Regions from separate parts of the Callithrix jacchus genome. Here region 2 is linked to region 1. Evidence: chromatin contacts called from public Hi-C data. All regions are on one chromosome and are shown on one strand. Each heading gives the region's core, a stretch centred on a gene start, on an enhancer-like site or on the middle of the called end of the contact. The rest is flanking DNA. Distances are from core to core; before and after follow the strand shown. Region 1 has its middle 36 kb from the start of FOS. Region 2 holds the start of JDP2 (Jun dimerization protein 2).

Region 1 (4,154 bases), core at 1,143-3,642:
TCAAGTGATTCTCCTGCCTCAGCTTCCTGAATGCTGGGTTTCGAGGTGCCTGTCACCATGCTCAGCTAATTGTATTTTCAGTAGAGACAGTGTTTCACCATGTTCTCCAGGCTGGTCTCAAATGACTGGCCTCAAATGATCCACCCGCTTCAGCCTCCCAAAGTGCTAGGATTATAGGCATGAGCACCCGGCCAACGACTTATTTATTTATTTATTTTTATTTTTATTTTTCTTAGACAGAGTCTTATTCTGTTGCGCAGGCTGGAGTGCAGTGCCATAATCTTGGCTAACCACAACCTCCACCTCCTGGGTTCAAGCGATTCTCCTGCCTCAGCCTCCTGAGTAACTGGGATTATAGGCATGCACCACCATGCCCAGCTAATTTTTGTATTTTTAGTAGTAACAGGGTTTCATCATGTTGGTCAGGCTGGTCTTGAACTCCTGAGCTCATGATCCGCCTCCCTCAGCTTCCCAAAGTGCTGGGATTACAGGCTCTTATTTCTTTAAACAGAAAAACATTGTTGACAGTTAATGTGAGTCTCTGGTGGTGACCTGGGTTCCACTCATGCCTGGAGGTTCCAGGTCCCATAAACTTCCACCCAGCATTGTGTTGTAACTGTACCATTTCCCTTCATGAAATTTGAGAGGTGATATTTTGACATTATTTCATTTTGTTTCATTTCCTCCTGATGGGTGGGCTTAACCTGTTTCTCAATTTAGGCAGAGCAAAAGGGAGAAGTATTTTCAATTGCCATGATAGTCCAAGTAGGCCTTACCCTCAGGCCCCAGAGCATGAGCCCAACATTCTCTCCAATTCTCCTACAGTATTAGGGTATTTTCCAATTCCTCGAAATGCCAGATATAAATAGCTTTTTCCTTAGTTTCCTCCAAAACTCTCCCTTTTGTCTTTCCTTTTGCCCCTTGGCACTTTGATACCTGAACAATGAATTTTGAAATAATACTTTAATCACATTCTATATTCTTGGCTAGGTACAGTGGCTCATGCCTGTAATCCCAACACTTTGGGACATCCCATCTTGAATTTTTTTTAAAAATACATTTTTATGGTGCATTTCTGTTCACTAAATGCATTCATATCCATTCTTCACATTTGTCTGTAAGTCTAAGTTCCACTTGGCCGGGCACAGTGGCTCACGCCTGTAATCCCAGCACTTTAGGAGGCCAAGGTGGGCGATCACCTGAGCTCAGGAGTTCGAGACCACCCTGGGCAACATGGTGAAACTGTCTCTATACAAAAAATTAGCCAGGTGTGATGGCGCTTACCTGTAGTCCCTGCTACTCAGGAGGCTGAGGCACAGAATCACTTGAGCCCAGGAGGCAGAGTTGCAGTCAGCTGAGGTTGCAGTCAGCTGAGATTGCGTCACTGCACTCCAGCCGGGGTTACAGATTGAGACCCTGTCTCAAAACAAAAACAAGAAAGTATAAGTTCTACTGGATGGACCTCACAGCTGCGGTTCAAAGAGGTAAACCCAGGTGCCCTGGGTGTCTGCCTTCAAGCAAACACCACTATCTCCTGGTGCAACAAGAAGGCAGTGTTTACTGACAGACATGATTATTTTTATTGTGGTAAAATATACATAACAAAGCTTACTGTTTGAACCTTTTCAAGTGTATAGTTCAGTGGAATTAAGTACCTTCGCATTGTGGTGCAACTGTCATCACCATCCGTCTCCAGAACTTTTCATCTTCCCAAACTGAAACTTCAGACTCATTAAATACTCACTCCCCACCTTGCCCTCCCCTTGGCCCTGGCAAACACCACGCTGCTTCCTGTCTGCTTGCATTTGTCTACTCGAGGAGGCTCATATGAGTAGAATCAGGAACTATTTTTCCTTCTGCATGACACTTTGGCAGCAGGCTTTCTGGAGGAAGGTGCCAAGATTCTTTCTTCCACTGCATTTGTTTCGGCTAATGCTGCTCCCTGGCCAGAAAGGGTGTCAGTATCCTAAAGGCTCCCACATTCATGGACCTGAGCACCATCCAGGCACAGAGTCGGGCTCTGATATGATGAGCCCTGCAAAGCAGACACTTTCTAACATGTGACACTGAATGTTGTTTGTTCTTCTTGTCTTCTAGGTAATTACTTGAATTGTTATCATCAGAGTAAAAAAATAAAGTAAGAAAACAAAAACTCCCGGAGAAGAATATAAGGTATTTCCATGTTCCACCTCTGAGGTTTCTGAAGCCCTCTCTTTCCTCCATTGGCGTGGTGGGGGGGCAGTTTTTTGTTTTAAAACACTGTGATCCACTTCATCTTTTTCCCAGAAAGCCAACACAGCTGCAAATCTGTTCTGCCCAGAAAGGCTTCTAGCCTTTCCAGAGGGCTCTTTGCCTGTTCAATGGCCACTTCCGTCCCTCTCAGGCCGGCTTCTCCCAGCCCACTGGCCCCTGGGCTGCCTGCCCAGCTCCTGAGAAAAGGCGCTGCTCCCTGGAAGTGGACGAGCCTTCTCTGTGGGTTTCTGTAACTTGGAGAAGCACAGGCTCCCCTGGGGCACCCCTGCTCCTCCTCCCCTTCTTGGGCTTCCCCCCAGAAAGCTGGCTCTGCTGCCTGCTGGTAAACGGACTGGCTGTCACCCTGGCAACAGCCTGGCCTGCAGCCGGATGACGCCAGGCCTGACTCCCCTTCCCAACCTCACCCAAGTCTGTTTGCGCTCCAGTTGCTTTTGTTAGGCTTTGTTTTCCTTGTCAGTTTGAAGCAATTCCCTTGCTGATTGGCTGCAGGGGCTGAGATGTGAATCCCTGGGAAGCCAAGAATCCTGCTCTCTGCCTGAGCGGGATTTCCTGGCACGTTCGGGTATTTCCCCATCACAGTAACAAGGTCTAGAGGATCCCTGTTTGATGAACACATACTTTCCCTTCAGGCAAGGCAGAGCCAATAGAAAGACTGGGCATCAGGGCCAGGCGCGGTGGCTCACACCTGTAATCCCAGTACTTTGGGAGGCCAAGGTGGGCGGATCAACTGAGGTCAGGAGTTTGAGACCAGCCTGGCCAACATGATGAAATCATGTCTCTACTAAAAATACAAAAAATTAGCTGGGTGTGGTGGCAGGCACCTGTAGTCCCAGCTACTTGGGAGGCTGAGGAGAAGAATCACTTGAACCCAGGAGGCAGAAGTTGCAGTGAGCCAAAATTGAGCAACTGCACTCCAGCCTGGGCAACCAGAGTGAAGCTCTGTCTCAAAAAACAAAGAAAGAAAGACTGAGCATCAGATAATCTGCTAAATGCCCCAATCTGCACATTCAACTTCCATCAAGAACCCTATCACTAAGCCGGGCACGGTGGCTCAAGCCTGTAATCCCAGCACTTTGGGAGGCCGAGGAGGGTGGATCACAAGGTCAAGAGATCAAGACCATCCTGGTCAACATGGTGAAACCCGTCTCTACTAAAAATATAAAAAATCAGCTGGGCACGGTGGCGCGTGCCTGTAATCCCAGCTACTCAGGAGGCTGAGGCAGGAGAATTGCCTGAACCCAGGAGGCAGAGGTTGCGGTGAGCCGAGATCGCACCATTGCACTCCAGCCTGGGTAACAAGAGCGAAACTCCGTCTCAAAAAAAAAAAAAGAACCCTATCACTAAACTAAGTTGGCTTCCAGAATGCCGCACTTGCGACTAAAGGCCAGCCTGTTACTTGGTAAAACGCAAGAAGCATACAACATGACAGAGGTAGCCCAGCTGTGTAGAAACATCAAAAATAAATAAATTCAGGAAGAAAAACAAACAAGTATGTGGACGCTAAGGAACAGCTTAGGTGAATGTGGTGATAGACATCCAAGAGAATTTTCACCTCAAATGTTGGGGAGGTTTTGCTGCTTTTATCTGGATAACTTAGAAGCAAGAATCCAGAATATTGTTTATGACAAATTTGAAAACATGGCTTCTACCCTTTTGCTATTTCATCAGGTTTTTGTCTCCCAAATAATCAGTTTTAATAACTCGAGTGGTCCCGGATACTCCTGAATTTACCCTCAGAAGTATCAGGGGCCAAGCAAGTGATTGCTCTGCTTTGAATTTTTGTTCTGTTTTGTTTTGGTTTTAGACTGACTCTCACTCTGTCGCCCAGGCTGGAGTGCAGTGGCATGATCTCGGCTCACTGCAGCCTCTGCCTTCTGCCTCAGCCTCCCCAGTAGCCGGGA
Region 2 (4,154 bases), core at 724-3,223, 110 kb before region 1:
AGCAATGGCCATGGGAGAAGCTGCCTTCATTGCATGGAAATCCCAAGCCCTTCTCAATACCCGCCTCCGGGACCAGGTCCTCCGGGGGTCGCGCTTCCTCCCTGCCAGCAGGTCCTAGTCATCCCTCCACAATCGAACCCCCACCCCAACCCCGCACCTCCCTGGCCCTTCACCCTCCATCTCCACCCGCACGGCCCATCTCCGCGGGCAGTTTTCTCCCCACTCACCCCACCTTCCCCGCCGCCCGAGGAGAGCACCTCCTTGCAAACGGACGGGGGAGGAGAGCGCGGGAGGGAGAAGGAGGGAGCGCCCGGCTGCCCAGGGAGCGGACAGAGCCTCCCGTCCTGGGGCGGGAACCAAAAGGAAGCCTCCGGCTACCCGGAGCCTCGTGGGAGGGGCCCGGCTGCAGCGCCCCGCGCGGAGAAAGCTCGGGGTCCTAGGGCTGCGGGACCCTCCCGGCGGGGCTGGGCTGGGGCTCCTCCTCGCACTCCGCCCGCGCGGGGGCGGCTGTCCCAGGTGCCCGCGCCCCGCCCCGCCCCGCCCGGAGCCCCCAGCGCGCGCCCTCGCACCCACCGTGCAGAAGCTGCCGGCGGAGGCGGCGCCCCCGGGGCCGGGGCCCGGCTGCAGGCGCCGTGCCCGCTCCGCGCCGCTGCCGCCCGGCCGCGGAGCTCCGCCCGGTGCCCAGGCCCGTCCCGGCCCGGGAGCCGCCGCGGCGCCAGCCCTGCCGCCAGCGCCCCCCGTCGCGGCCGCCGAGCGTCCCTCCCGCAGGCTGTGGCGGGCGGCGGGACGGGTTGCATCAGCCCCGGCTATATAGCGGCCCCTGGGCGGCGGGGAGGGGTCGGGAATGCGGAACCGGCCGAGCTGCCAGCTCCAGACGTCAGAGGGGGACGGAGAGGAAGGGAAGGAGGGGACCGGGGGGGAGGGGGTGTGGAGCCGGCGCTTCACACCCACTGACCTTAACCTCCCCTGCCGCCTCGGGCGCCCTCCTCCCGCGGCCGCTCGCGCTCCTCTCCCCGCGGGGGCGGCCCGGGTTCCATCCAGTCCCCCGGCTCCGCCACCCCACGGTGCAGGAGCGCGCGAGAAAGCAGGACGCGGCGAGCGGTTATGTAAGCGCACCCCCAGCGCACCGCCGCCCGACTTGCGCCCGCCAGGCAGCAGCCGCAGCCCTGGGAGAGAGAAGCGACGCCGGGGCCGGGGGACAAGTCAGAAGCCCCTTCACGCACAGCCTTTGTGGACCCGGTTCCTCAGTGCCGGCGCTTCCCCTCAGAGACAGGGAGAATTTCGGCATAATTTCATCTTTGGACACTTCAGGACTGAGCGGGCGAGGAGGCGATCTCGTCAACCTGCTTTATGTTTCGGTGGAGAAGGATGGGCTGAGATGAAGGCATTTGGGGACCCCTACTCCTACCCACCGGCCCCCGCCAGCGCCCTTAGGCCCCCAGGCGGCTCGCTGCACCAGCCTGCCCTCGGCTAGGGCTGCAGCCTGAGACCGCGGCTTGCTCTGCGGCTGGCACAGTTAGACCCGTGGCACAGTTGGACCCTTCTGCCCTACTCCAGAGGGCTTCTCCTATGCCCTCTGGACACAGCAGTGAGCAGACTCAGCCCTCGATAGACCCCAGGTGACCTTCTTCCCCGTTACAACCTCCATAGCCAACCCCACTCCCACCTTCCATCCTCCTAGAGAGGAAATGGTGAAGGAGACTCCAGAGGAAAAGTGACATCCATGGTGCCTTCCAGTATACAAAGGCAGCGACACAGAGCCCTCAGGTAGAACAGGTTCCCTAGGCATCTCCTACCTCCAGAGCTCCTGGGTACCCATCGAGCCCCCTACCTTCTGCCTAAGCCGGATGGGATTGACGATTTTTATACTCAGCGACTTTCGGCCTCCTCAGAGTGATGTCAGATCATCACCCATAGAAGAAAGGAAGTGAAAGAAAAAGTTCATGCCTTCTTGGAGTGCAGATGCTCAGAGTGAAGGAAACAAGACTGGAGACAGATGGGTGCAAATGAGCAAACTCAAGCATGCATGTCTCTTCCGTGTGAGTGAGTGCCTGAGATCTTATTCTCCTTATTTCCCCAGTGCACTGAAATCTTTCTGGATAAAAGAACTGGGCTAATGGAATGAGAGAGACAGACCGAGTTCCAATGACATTGCCTGACCATTTTCACCTTCGCCACCAGCAATCTCCCTGGCAACACTGGTGTGGGCAGGTAAGAAGAAAGCAAGGCCCTGAGAGAATATTCATTGGAAAATGAGCAGTAATTTGATAGTCTGTGAAAGAACATCATTCTCCACCCCAGAAAGGCCAGTGACACCTTTACTACGGCATAAAGATCAAAGCCAGGGACTGTGAAACTGACTCATCATGTTTCTCCCACAAGACTTGCATCTGGACATTATACAGGACAAAACATGGAACAGAGGCAATACTACTTTATGTGTCTTCCGCTGGGGCTTTGGATAAACTAAACAGATCTCTGTGCAGAGACTAATAATTAGGATGTGTGGTTAGGCCCTCCCTAGGGCTTGTTTTGGACCGTGGCTGGGCCACCAGCAGTCAGTCCTACTGGGCCTTTGCTTCCCCCTTGAATTAAATATGTTACTGGGGTGGCACCAAGGGTGACTTGGGAGGTCTTTAGTCCCCTCTACCTCCCTGTAATATTCAGTAGGTTTCTCTGTTATTTGATACGGACGTTTTTCAATTTCATACAGGATGCTCTAAGACCACAGACTCAAGGCCTCCCTTCCAGCCACATACTCCCTACTAAGCCCGTGTAGTTAATCACTGCCTCTAGGAGTGGCTAGAGGGAGAAGCCATAAACTGGGTCCTTTATGCAGACATTGGGTGCTGCATGGAGCTGATCTACCCCTGACTCTTAGGGACAGACAAGTGACTCAGCCTAAGGCAGTTTGAATTTAAGTTTCCTATCATAACTAGAAAAGCCCTGATGAACTCACCCAGCCCTGGCCAATGGGCTGATGGAGAGATCGTCAGGTCTCCCAGGTGAATCTCATGAGACTAGGAATGCTGTGCATCTGCTGGAAAGAGAAGCTGCCAAAGCTGGACCTGAACCTGCCAGAAGCCACCACATGAAAGGGATCTACAGAGAGTGAAGCTAATGGGAACAAGAGTAGAGCCAAGCCATGGGGAGAAAGACAGATCAAGTTCCAATGACATTGCCTGAGTTCCTGAATTCAGTCATGCCTGACATCATCCGGACCTCTGCAGGCTTTAGCTATAGGAATTAGTAAACTATGTCTTACCCAAGGCAGTTTGAATTTGGGTTTCCTGTTACTTGCAATTAGAAAAGTCCTAATTAATACATCGGGTTGTGCATCTCTAACTTATTTGGACTATTTCATTTTAAAGTTTAATGGACATTGATGAAGCCCATGCTCTTTGCAAAGAGGGGAAAAGTGAAATGGTGAAGGAAAATAATGAATTCCCACACCTGTTCCTCCAAAATCAAAGGAGAAAGTGATAGTTCTGGGTAATCAGCCAATCAACGATCTTTATCCCAGTATTTACTGAAAATCTTGTGCACCTTCAAAGTAAACAAAGTTTAAGACATGATCTCACCTGTTCCTACTTCCCATCTAATTAGGAAAAATAGTTTACAAACTAATGAATAGCAAGACCAAGAGTATCTAAGAGCTAGTGATGTCACACAGGCTAGAAGCACTGTCAGAGTTCACACGGGATTGCTCCTCCATCCTCTACTCAAATTGTGTAGATAGATCAACATTGCAAATGAGTAGCTGGCAGGCTGAAAATCCGGCTTTTCTGGCTTCCACTTTAAATTCATTTTTTAAAAAAAGACAGGCATAGTGGTGCTCACCTGTAGTCCCAGCTACTCAGGAGACTGAAGCAGAAGGATCATTTGAGCCCAGGAGTTCAAGTCTAGCTCAGGCAACATAGCAAGACCCCCATCTCAAAAAACAATTGTAGAAAAAAATCTTTTTTTAATATATCAAAGATTTCATAAAAAAAAATCTAGATTTCAAACTTTCTTTTAAAAATATCAGTCAGGCAACATTGGGCATATGTAATAGTCAGGATAAGCTAGGTTTTGCTGTGGTAACAAATATCCCCCCAAACTCATTGGCTTTACAAAAGAAAGGCTGCTTCTCACCCATACAAGACAACTGTGAA

The links. Hi-C and Micro-C count contacts between places; a contact is called where the count stands out from the background.
Region 2: a Hi-C map of skeletal muscle shows a contact between it and region 1, with 5 times the contacts expected there. The contact joins the promoter of JDP2 here to the enhancer-like site in region 1. A contact is called at or near these places in 2 of 3 Hi-C or Micro-C datasets (both in skeletal muscle).

What each region holds. Positions count from the first base shown.
Region 1 is chr8:110,229,104-110,233,257 of calJac240_pri, reverse strand. No RefSeq gene overlaps it. Among named protein-coding and RNA genes, the nearest start is that of FOS, 36 kb to the right of the region's middle. Within about 2 kb of position 2,392, at least 5 of the 16 cell types and tissues checked have an H3K27ac peak or open chromatin away from gene starts, as enhancers often do. A contact at or near this core is called in skeletal muscle, where this site is marked.
Region 2 is chr8:110,342,274-110,346,427 of calJac240_pri, reverse strand. JDP2 (Jun dimerization protein 2) reads right to left here and starts at 1,973. Exons shown (of 4, transcript XM_017977231.5): 1 at 1,832-1,973.